Linked DNA regions of Astyanax mexicanus: region 1 is linked to region 2. Evidence: chromatin contacts called from public Hi-C data. All regions are on one chromosome and are shown on one strand. The core of a region is the stretch at or near the end of the contact, and the rest is flanking DNA. Distances in the headings are between cores, read along the strand shown. Region 1 holds the start of ckbb (creatine kinase, brain b). Region 2 has its middle 18 kb from the start of xrcc3.

Evidence for each region. A called contact is a pair of places that touch in the nucleus more often than the background predicts.
Region 1: a Hi-C map of muscle shows a contact between it and region 2, with 17 times the contacts expected there. The contact joins the promoter of ckbb here to the enhancer-like site in region 2. A contact is called at or near these places in 2 of 3 Hi-C or Micro-C datasets (both in muscle).

What each region holds. Positions count from the first base shown.
Region 1 is chr1:69,650,892-69,657,386 of AstMex3_surface, reverse strand. ckbb (creatine kinase, brain b) reads right to left here and starts at 3,225. Exons shown (of 8, transcript XM_007230924.4): 1 at 3,118-3,225; 2 at 886-1,091; 3 at 366-520; 4 at 115-247. The coding sequence starts at 1,078.
Region 2 is chr1:69,581,927-69,588,099 of AstMex3_surface, reverse strand. No RefSeq gene overlaps it. Among protein-coding and RNA genes, the nearest start is that of xrcc3, 18 kb to the right of the region's middle. Within about 2 kb of position 3,834, the one cell type or tissue checked has an H3K27ac peak away from gene starts, as active enhancers do.

The sequences.
Region 1 (6,495 bases), core at 1,976-4,475, 70 kb before region 2:
ACAATTAGAGCATTGCCATAAAAGGGGGGTCAACACTGCAGACTTTTTCTATAGATCACCAAATTAAATTGTACCTCTTTACTGAAATCTAAAGTGTTTATATTTTTTGCCTACCCTCAATAGATAGGTTCTCAATGGCACGTCTCTCTCCACGGCTGCAGTGGGGGGGCAGGCAGAAGCCACGGATGCTCCTACCAGTACGCACTCTGGAGCTCAGGACATAGTTGGGGTCAAGGTCATCTCCACCCTAGAGCATATTGACTTGCATTTACTTTACAGTCCAATATATTAAGATTTAAAAAAAAAAAAAAAAAAAAAAAAAAAAAAAAAAAAAAACACAAAAGGACCCTGATGACAGCATGTACCTGAAGGTTTTCGGCATTCAGGTCTGTCTTGTGTTTGTCTGAGGGCTTGTAGCCTCCGTGGCGGTCCTCAATGACTGGGTCCAACAGCTCTTTGAACACTTCATATGTTTCTTCATCTCCAGCAACACAGCCCACAGTCATGATGAAAGGATGGCCTAGAATTTGGGATAGGGAGGGAAAATAATGTGAATGCCAACATGAGAACCATTTACCAGAGAAGGCTCTTAAACTACTGAAAGCACAAGACCAGCTTGTCATCCAAAAAAACAAACAAAAACCCTATGCTGGTAGGTTAGCTCATTAAGGAGCTCTTGGTCAGCTATTGTTTTTTTTTGGATGACCAGCTGGTCTTAAATTGGAATTTTTAGCAGGGAATGCAGGGACTAGGACCTTATGTCCCAATAACTAAATAACCAGGACGCTCAACAATCTGATTTCAAGCCCGAGGCCGAGGCACAGCATTCATGTTCAGCCATTAGAAATCCAAAGTCTCCAGCAAGGAGCGGCTGAGAGCTTTTACCTGGGTTGTCCACCCCAGTCTGAATTACATCGTCCACCGTGAAGCCGCTGGGGGTTTCTTTGTCCCTCAGGTTGGCGTACATCTCCGGAGTGAGCACCTTGGCCATGTGGTTATTGTGCTGGCTGAGGTCTGGGTACTCCTGCTCCGCAGTGTAGTTCATCTTCAGCTTGTTGTGGGTGTTGCCGAAAGGCATGGTTGCGTCGAGTCTGATGGAAACAAAGAAAAACAGCAAGCGTTTTGTTAAACCATCGAGATCAGATCTGACCTGTGATCTGAGTTCTGGATCGCAGAAATGGCACACTATATAGTTTGTCAGCCATTATGTAGTGCTGTTCCAAACCTCAACAGTACAATACATTTTCTATAGTTACTCAACACCCAAAATGCCTCACAACAGATGCATGTACACTAGAATTTAATTAATTATTTATCATTTTTGGTATGTTTGAGTTGTTTCTGGTCTTATTTAAAATGTGGTAACGTTTTTTTTAAATTCATTTTATAGTACATTTATTTAATTATTTATTAATCTGTAGTTGTATTCCTATTTGTTTTTATTACCTTTGACGTTCTTACCCATGATTAATTCCTACTAAATTCTTTTTTTTTTTTCGTTTTATATCCCATTTTTAAAAAAAATCTTATGTCTTATTACAATACTGGGTCTTTTATGCATTTATTCTTTTTCTTTGACATTCCATTTCCTGTGTATTGGCTCAGCTACACTGTAAATGAGGGCCACCCTCAATGTCCACCGATTATAAATAAAAGTTGAGTTTAAATAAAGGTTAAATTTTCAATTTATTTAAATTAAATTTCCCATGTATACTCCACAATAAAACGTGGTGGCACAAAGACTGTTTGTAGTTTGTGTGTTCCCTAATAAAAGGTCACTATATATAGAAAATACTATATAGTGAACAGTAAAGGAGCTCCCATTGGGAACACAGCTCAGGTGTTTCGTCCAGTTGCGCTGCCAAATGATGGGTTAGACTTATTGCGCATGCGCGGCTACCTATTCCCCGGAGTCAGATTTTGACGGGGCATTACACAACCTGGGATTATTGTGTAAATATTTGCTTACCTATAAAAGAGTAAATTGAACCCAAATTAAACAATTCCTCATTTCTACTACCTTAAGTTTACCTCGCAGCAGAAATGTGTAATATTTATTTCTGTATTTCTTTATATACCATTGATGTGTTGCTTTTAGTCAATCAAAATATCACCAATAAAGCGTTACTATATCTACACGTCTATATGGTTAGGCAACCTCAAATACAGCTACACTATGATGGTTAGCACAAATCGACGCAACACCGGGTCTCGCGTCCCAACACACACACACACACACCAAACACAGGCGGACAAAGCCTCCCCTTCAGCCGCATTAGCTTGTTGTGACGTAACGGAATTAAAGCGTACATTTTACGCAACGAGTCAAAGAGGGGGGGGGGGGGGGGGGGGGCGTGGGGGCGGAATCTGCCGTTAATTTATCCGGTTATCGACCCTCTCTCAGCGCAGTCACCGCGCGTTATTGCAGCATCCACCTTCGGGACGTCTGAGCTCCAGCTACGTTTAAGTGACGTCAGGTGCAAAAATAAAGAAATAAAATAAAATTAAAATGCGATAAGGCATGTCTGGAGCGAGCACTGCCTGTGCCCTTCAACAACCATCTATCAAATTCCTTCAAACCACGGATTATAATAAACCCAAACAAACCCCGCCAAAAAAATCTGGCTACATCTCTCGCGAGCGCACGCGCGCACGTAATGCTGCGCAGCGCCTGCGGGGGAAAAACGCCTCGAAGACCTTGCAGATAAACGGAAAGGCGCTGCAAGGTCGTTGCTGATGCTTTGGGACAAAGCAGACACCCTGCGCCGCTTCCCGAGCCCTCTCCTCCACAGCAGCTACTGGAGACGAGGAGAAAAGAGCATATTTAACCTCCTCCTCCACCAGACTAAAAACCACACCGCTGAGCGCCAGCTCCAAACAGATAACGCTGTGTTTGCGCTGTTTACAGTTTTACGCAGTTTGCGCAGCTCGAGCACCTCGAGGTATCGACGCCGCGCAAACGAAAAAGTGGCGTTTATAATAAAAACATACAGACTATAATAATAACCGTCCGTAACTTCACTTCCATATTAACAAAATGTGTCAATCCGCCTCTAAAAAAACGAACAAATAAATGAATGAATAAATGCAGACAGACAGACCCCTGCTCTCCCCTACCTTGTGTGTAGTTTCTTTGGGAGAGTGACAGCTCTGCCTCCTCCTGCAGTCCTGTACTGAGCACACCGCTACAGCTAATGGTATCCGGCGCTAAGCCGCGTTACGCTGCTTTTATACGCCACCCGAGCCGCGCCCTGATTGGCTGCTATTTGAGTCCATTCATTCTATTGGATAATGCGACGCCTCGCGGCCAGCAGCAGCCGTTGAGTTCTCGCGTGGGTCACGTGAATGTTTCCTTGACAGCACGGTGATGGAGGGAGAGAGAGAGAGAGAGAGAGAGAGAGAGAGAGAGAGGCTGGATAGATGGAAGCATAGACTTCCCCGCTTCACAACAAAGAAACAACCGAGCTGACCACTTAACTTACACTGCGTCTCACAGACTGAGCACTGTCTGCCACTCAGACTAGAGATTATGGCCGTTAACATGTTTGTTCTCTGATTTAGTGCATTCAGACATAGGCAGATTATTTTGGTCTTTAGTTTATCTACAGGAATTCTGTAAATAACAGTGCATCTCAAAAAATTAGAATATTATTGAAAATTTACTTTATTTTAGTAATTTAGTTAAAATGTAAAACGTCTATATTATATAGATGTATTACACACAGAGTGATCTATTGTGATCAAGTGTTTATTTCTTTTATTGTTGATGATTATGGCTTACAGCCAATAAAAGTCCTGTTGGAAAATGAATTCTGCATCTCCATAAAAGCTGTCAGCAAAGGGAAGCATGAAGTGCTGTAAGATTTTCTGTCAGAAGCTGCATTTCTTTTGGACACAGTGAATTAACACCAGCAGATGACATGTCTCTCCAAACAATCACTGACCATCATTTCATTTGGAAATCAAGGGAGCAGAGTCTGGAGGAAGAGTGGAGAGACACACAGTCCAAGCTGCTCGAGGTCTAGTGTAAAGTTTCCACAATCAGTGATGGTTTGGAGAGACATGTCATCTGCTGGTGTTGCTCCACTGTGTTATATCAAGTCCAAAGTCAGTGCAGTGGAACAAAGGCAATATCACTGAATGATACAAGCTTCTATTTTATAATTGTAGCTCCACTTCAAAACTTAAAAAGCAAGCTTTGTCTTATCAAATCATCTGTGATTATGGTCAGGGTACCATAAAGGGCCTGTGTGTGACTAAGGTTGATTTGACAGGTGACCTTTTTGTGTAATTGTGCACGTCTTTTAACCCAGACAGATTCTTTTTTTGCCCCTGATGATGTTGACCATTTGAAAGCCAATAGTTTTCCACTCTTCTATTTATAACAAACACGTTATCAGTTTAGCTAATAGAAAATGTATCCCCATCTGTCTTTTCATTAATCATTTTAATAATGCATCAGTCATTATCTGCAAATAAATTAATGAGCAGTCAGAGAGAGAGTGCTTGTCTCAAAACAAAGGCCTTAGACTAGTCTCCTTTGTGTAACCCCTAGCTCTGAAACTCTAGCTCCTCTGATAAATCGCTGCCCTCAGTGCTGTTGTTTTTCTGTGTCTTTGCTTTGGGCCGTGTTCTTTAGTTTTCTGCCTGTCTGTTAGACAGTTAAAGGCTTCCAGTGAATGTAGGTTTATATGATTGGGTACTTCAGGACATTTATCACAGGGTCTTTGTGCAACATTTACTCCAGTGGCAAAGCTGCCATTTGTGCATGTAAACAAGCTTGATCGCTTCAGGCACTCCATTACAGTGCCATGTTCACAGCAAGAGACATGTTTTCTGAATACAAAGTGAAAGGGGCATATCTTGACTTTAAGCATTTTCACAGCTAACAAATTTGGTTAGTAGAATGTTTTCTGAACGTTACATTTAATGTTCTTAGCACGCTCAATCAGTCAAGTTTTCTGGATGTTTGGCTAACCTTTCTGGAACCTTTTCAAAACATTGCTAAACGTTCTTATAACGTTCTCTGTTAGCTGGGTTGTCATGGTTAAATCTTTCTTGCTTGAATTCAGTCTTTAGTGAGTGATTTAATGAGTCTGAAGGATTAGACAGTAGATAAGATTTAAACCTTTTTTAAATAAGCCTTCTTACTGAAGTTCCTGGGCCTCAATCCCACACTGGCCCTGTCTGAAGGAAAAAAAAGGAAAGATATTTTACGATTAAAAGGCGGTCCTCGTTGTTCTTAAGAAGCAGTGGGTGCAGAGTATTTACTTTTAGTAAGTAGAAGCAAAAGAAGGAAGCTGTGCCGAATGTGAGGCTAGAGTGAACAATTCTGTCCAACTACATCTATTTTTACGAGTCATGTCCTTGAAGCTTCTGATGGATTGCCAGAATAGTAACTGCATGCTGCTTCAGAGACAAGTGTAGGTGTGTACTGTACAGAATGATATTGATGGATTTGTTTTTTTATAGATAGCATATATATATTTACATCATAATCTGTTGGGTAAAATCTAAACTCCTAGTAGTACCCTTAAAGAAGAATGTTGGATAAACTAGTATCTTCTAATGTCTGTACACTAAGATGCCACATGGTCATGGGACAGGAGCTAGTATGTAGTGTCCAATGGCTTTTGCCAGGTCCTTTTGAAGTTGCTTCACTGATCTGTGGGATATATGTGTGGGGTCTCCCACATTGAATGAGGATGTGATTTCCTACCTACTGCACTGTTCACAGTGGACGATTATGCCTCCTATGTTGTCTTCCCGCAACACACAATGTACAACACATAGATCAAGAACACACAACTTTGGAGTTTCATCCATACTGCACATCACTGTGCCATCAGCACCCTGGTCCTGGTTTTCATCCTCACTCACAAGATAACACCTTACAACTTATGCAGATGTGGGTGTTTCCAAGCCGTCCCCTGAGATAACACTTCAGAGAGAACGCTTCAGGAGCATTTTTTTGGAACTATAAGGCGCAACAGATTGTAAGGCGCAATAAACATCTATGTTCTGGTCTATTTTCATACATAAGGTGCACTGGATTATAAGGCCCACTATGCGACACTAGTAAGGAACAGCTGTGTCACCATGTTTTCCTTTCAATTCAGCAAAAATCTAAGCTAAGTAAACAAAATTGTAAAACAAAACATTTTCTTTTAAAGTCAAATGAGTGCTGGATGTTAATCTACAAAGATTTCTCTCCTGAAAACTGTTTATTTGGGTGAGTAAAGTGCTTCCGTTTATGTACAGTAAGCTTAGATTTCCAGAGGTTCATTAAGACTGGGTGCAGCAGCAAGCATTAGTGGCTAAATTAGCGTTCTGGTAAGTCAGGGCGATAATACTCACCTCTTAATGGTAAAAGAGCGTGGTTATCGGCTAATGCTAAAACTGCTTCAGCAGTGCCAACCGGAGTTAGCAGCAGACTACTGGCCGACAATACTTGGTGCAGGAGAACTAAACTGGAACTGTATAAAGCTGTGTTTC
Region 2 (6,173 bases), core at 2,585-5,084:
AATGTGCTGACAACAAAATCACACAAAAATCATCAATGGAAATCAAATTTATTAACCAATGGAGGCCTGGATTTGGAGCCACACACAAAATTAAAGTGAAAAAACACACTACAGGCTGATCCAACTTTAATGTAATGTCCTTAAAACAAGTCAAAATGAGGCTCAGTATTGTGTGTGGCCTCCACGTGCCTGTATGACCTCCCTACAACGCCTGGGCATGCTCCTGATGAGGTGGCGGATGGTCTCCTGAGGGATCTCCTCCCAGACCTGGACTAAAGCATCCGCCAACTCCTGGACAGTCTGTGGTGCAACGTGACGTTGGTGGATGGAGCGAGATATGATGTCCCAGATGTGCTCAATCGGATTCAGGTCTGGGGAACGGGCGGGCCAGTCCATAGCTTCAATGCCTTCATCTTGCAGGAACTGCTGACACACTCCAGCCACATGAGGTCTAGCATTGTCCTGCATTAGGAGGAACCCAGGGCCAACCGCACCAGCATATGGTCTCTCAAGGGGTCTGAGGATCTCATCTCGGTACCTAATGGCAGTCAGGCTACCTCTGGTGAGCACATGGAGGGCTGTGCGGCCCTCCAAAGAAATGCCACCCCACACCATTACTGACCCACTGCCAAACCGGTCATGCTGAAGGATGTTGCAGGCAGCAGACCGCTCTCCACGGCGTCTCCAGACTCTGTCACGTCTGTCATGTGCTCAGTGTGAACCTGCTTTCATCTGTGAAGAGCACAAGGCGCCAGTGGCGAATTTGCCAATCCTGGTGTTCTCTGGCAAATGCCAAGCGTCCTGCACGGTGTTGGGCTGTGAGCACAACCCCCATCTGTGGACGTCGGGCCCTCATACCATCCTCATGGAGTCTGTTTCTAACCGTTTGTGCAGACACATGCACATTTGTGGCCTGCTGGAGGTCATTTTGCAGGGCTCTGGCAGTGCTCCTCCTGTTCCTTCTTGCACAAAGGCGGAGGTAGCGGTCCTGCTGCTCGGTTGTTGCCCTCCTACGGCCTCCTCCACGTCTCCTGGTGTACTGGCCTGTCTCCTGGTAGCGCCTCCAGCCTCTAGACACTACGCTGACAGACAGAGCAAACCTTCTTGCCACAGCTCGCATTGATGTGCCATCCTGGATGAGCTGCACTACCTGAGCCACTTGTGTGGGTTGTAGAGTCCGTCTCATGCTACCACGAGTGTGAAAGAACCACCAACATTCAAAACTGACCAAAACATCAGCCAGACAGCATAGGTTCTGAGACGTGGTCTGTGGTCCCCACCTGCAGAACCACTCCTTTATTGAGTGTGTCTTGCTAATTGCCAATAATTTCCACCTGTTGTCTATTCCATTTGCACAACAGCAGGTGAAATTGATTGTCAGTGTTGCTTCCTAAGTGGACAGTTTAATTTCACAGAAGTTTGATTTACTTGGAGTTATATTGTGTTATTTGAGTGTTCCCTTTATTTTTTTGAGCAGTGTATATATATATATATATATATATATATATATATATATATATATATATTCCAGCAGTTTTCAATTTGGTAAAATTAAAGAAACTCATAAAATGCATAAAAACTGATTAAAACCAGGGTTATTCCACCAAATATTGATTCCTGAACTCCTAAATTCTCCTTTATAAATTAAAAAAGTTATTATTTGCAGTTTTTTGTTATTTCAGCCATTTCTCATTTTCTACAATTAAAAGCTCTAAATTACATTATTTTTATTTTAGTTTATAGAATAAAACAACAATGTTCCTTTTGCTTAAACATCTACCTTTGAATTCTGTGAAACGGATTCAGAAACTTAAATGGTCTCTTAATTTTTAAAGAACTGTATGTAGTGGGTTATACGTATTTGCTTGCAATTCACTGCAGCAATACAGATGAAGGGGTAAGTTGCAAAAACATTTAAGCAATTCTCATTTTGTGTGTGTATATATGTGTATTGGGTATTCTGGATATATGAACACTTCCATGTAGGTCATGTTTTGTTTAAGCATCACTGTACAGCAGAATAATGCCACATGCAAACGTACCAACACACTTCCAGAAATGTCTCAAAAAATAAACATAAACAAAACTCATAAGAACTGGTTAGTCAGGTCAAGAGGTACGACAAGTTAGTTTCCCGTGGCTTATTACTCTTTGCTATTACTGGTGTAATGGTTTCTTAATCATTTGTTAGATACCAACGAGAAAGCCAGACTAATTAATACCCTTGATACAAGGATATGTTTAGAGTGCCATTATTGTGAGATACCGGATATCTGTAGATGGTTCACTGGCAATATAGCTATGAAATATAGGAGTTAGTAGCAACATGCCTTTTTTCTTCTTTATGTATAAATACTGTATATATAAACCTGTCCATGTAGATAATAAAGAGCATCACTGCACAGCAGAATACTGCACCACTTCTTGTGCCTTCTTGCAGTTTCCTGGGCAGCACATCTATCTTGGTTAGGTCAAGTCAAATCAATTTTTTTCTGGCTCTTACATTTACAGTCACTATGTATGGAATTTAACAGATGATCTTATTCAGAGTGACTTACAAAAGTGCTTAGTCATTCAAAGCTAGTGTGGCTTAACCCAACATACAAGATATATTTGAGATCTGACGCTGCCAAAATTAAAAATAACTTTATGTAAAAAGAAATGTTATCTATAATTTATTTAGTAGTTTTAAATTTTAGTTTTAAATGTTTCAGAACAGAAATTTTGCCATGACTTTCACAATTACCCTTAACTGCCTTTTCTTTAGGATGCTTTTAAGCTTGAAGAATTTTGACATATTTTACATTTCTCTCCCTCTGCTTTGTTGGCATCATTTAGTTAGTCATCTAGTAGTTCTGTCATCTCATCATCTAGTTAGTCCTGACTAACGAATTCTAATGAGTCAATTAAGATTGGTTCACTATGTAACTTTACAACTGGAAGTGTGTCCAAATGTTTGCACTTTACATGATTACAATGTTTTAATTTTACTACAAATTAACTGAAATAACAATAATGAAATTTTGGGTAAATTTAGTGGAAATGCGATTAAGACAGTTTACTTAACTAAAGAACTGCTTTATTTTATTTTGAACATCTTTAACTGGTTAATTTGTCAATGTTTACAAAACAAAGAGCAGCTTATAAATTATTATTTTGATTTTGTATGCAGGTGTCAGTTCTTCTGTCTATCTATTCATCCATCCTTCCATCATCTATCCATCCATTTATGTCTGTTTTTATTACTCATCAATCACAACAGCTCTCAGTCCTCTCCTCCACAATACACAAACACACACCCACACACTCACGAACCAAAAACAAGTACCATCAGAATGTGTGTGATGAGTCAAGGTTGTTCCACATTGCTGTGCCCTGTTCTGGATGCAGCAGTGTCAAACCAGTTCTCCAATCAGCCCCCTGTGGGCTTTAAAAATCAATCAGCCCACTGGTGCCACCATCTATTCTGCTGCACAGCCATGACAACACAGATAAACCTCCCAACCTCTCAACCTCCCCCTCCCCTATTAAATCACAGCAGACACAGGGCTGCTATTGCCCCACCGGAGCCAGGCTCTGTCATATTCATGAATAATGATTTTCAAAAATGAATAAAGTGCATACTTTATTTTCTACCTAGTACAACAGATGTAATGTAGGCTAATCCTCTTTGGTTTAATCACTGGATGCTTTTTTCATTGTCATACCCCACCAGAACACACAAGATAGACCTCATGCAGAGCTGTAAACTCATACAGATACTGACAGCTCCCTCCCTCCCATCCTCACACCCGCTCCAACACTTCTGCCTGATCTGTCTGCTGTGTGTGTGCGTGCGTGTCCCCGGGGCGTACTGTCCCCAAAATCAAGGACGGCGACTGGTGTGGATCAAAGTGTGATATCCTGCCAGATCTGTCCGTCCATTTCAGCAGTCACACACAAGCAGTCAATTAGAAATAACCTGTTTAGGGAGCACCACAGATAGTCAATGACAACCTGCTCTGGATTGGCCTGAAACATCACTGAGTGAAGGGCTTAAATAGACTCTTGGTGCCCCCTGCTGGTAAAGGGACACTGTGCAATTGACTTAAAACGGTAAATTTTGGGTTGCATATACAGAATTGGAAGATAATCTGTGGCCTACTGGCCTTCAAGTCCTCCTTCGAAATTCCTACTTACAAGGTTGGAGGTGGTAAATACGACTTGACATGCGTCCATGTTTATATAATATTTTATATGTGAAGCAGGTTGTTAAACGTTTTAATAATATTGGGGCTTATCTACAAATCTGAGTTTTCCACTGGTAAATACGAGTTTGTGGTGGCTTTCATGTGCTCTCATCTCATAAATATGATAACTCCGACACAATCTGAAGGCAGCAATACATGCCCAGCGAATACTAGGCATCTTAAAATACAAATTCAGGAATTTGCACAAGTTCCATTATTTGAAATCTAAGTTAAAAAATATCTTTCCAAAGGTGTCCCCTATTTGTGACAAATGTCAAAATAAGTGGCTACACCTTTACATAGCCTTGTCCTCTGTTCTAAACAAACATTTTTTGGGGTTAAATACAGCAGACACTCTCTGTAGTCTTAGAAAATGTATAACAGTTCTATTCAATACTGATAGAAATAGGGCTTTAGGAAGGCATAGTGGCATAAAAAATATTTTATACACATATTCTTATGTATATAAAAATGGGATACAACATTTTTATATACATAACATACAAGGTCACTTTGGTCTGTGGGATGCACAAAAATGTTAAAATCATTAAAATCATGTAAAGCTTGTAAACATTAATTCATGCCAACCATACAGTACAGAAAAAATAATATATATATAGCCACAAGTGGCAATTGACGGTCCAAGCACGGCCACATAGTTTAGCATTTAGCAAGTCTCCTGAAGGCTTGTCTGGCTCAAACTTGGCAATTGTCCTTACAATATCATTGTAAATGAGCAAGGTATTGTTTTTAAAGGCCACAAACCAAAGGCTAAAAAGAATCCTGAGGAATTTCACAACTTTTCTCTGGCTTTAGAAAAAACAATCTACACAATAGTGCAGAACAGTAAATTGTTTGTTTCTAACATGAGATCTCATTAACTCTTTCATTTTAGAACAACACCTTACAATCAACTACTTGGCTTACGAAATATGAATTGGCGTTTTAAACAACACAGTAACATTAATATTTAATCATGTAAGAAATTACCATACATCACAATATCAATCTAATATTTTATCAATGATAATGAATTGCTGTTTTTCTTATTTTATCTATTGTAATATGCAACTAGTATATTTTATCAGTTTCAACATTTATTTGAACAAACTCATAGCTGTGCTTATTTACAGTGCACATTCTGATATCTAGAATGTGCACTTTAGTGTGTTATAAACCATTAAAACATCAATTCAACCAACATAATTTATAAAAGTCAACAGAATTCACATCCTATCTCTCAAAGGTTTCACACTGTAACAGCTTTCCATAACTGACTAGCCTTAGCTTAGCGATTAGCATTGACTAGCGGTTAGCATTGGGTAGCGACTAGCATCGCTAGCGGTTAGCATAGACTAGCGGTTAGCATAGTAAGGGTAGCGTGTTAGCATCAATTAGCGGTTAACATCGGGTAGCGATTAGCATCGACTAGCGGTTAGCATTGGGTAGCGATTAGCATCAACTAGCGGTTAGCATTGGTTATCATCCACTAGCGGTTACCATAGACTAGCGGTTATCATTAACTTTCACTTCTAGAAGTGGTAAAACATTTTCATAACTCTGGCTATTTATTATCCTCATTTTTCTTCCAAAACATCTAAACTTAAACACACCATCAGAAATGAGCTAAAACAGCAGAAGACAGGAAATCTCTTTAAACACATTTCACATACTCACTGGAAACTGCTTCTCTTCTGTGTTAACAGCTAAAATACTGACATAAGAACCGATTGTTAGCCTTAATATATGGAAATAATATATAATTAATATATAATTAACCAAAAGAGGGTGTCATACACTGACACAGTGGTAGATGAAGGGGTTTCTATTGTTTTGTCTTTTTTTAATGGATTAGACCTGAGTGCTTGGTGCTGCAGCAGCTGAAAGATTCCTAAAACAAAAATATTAAATAATACCCCTAAATTACATATTGTTTTAAGTATT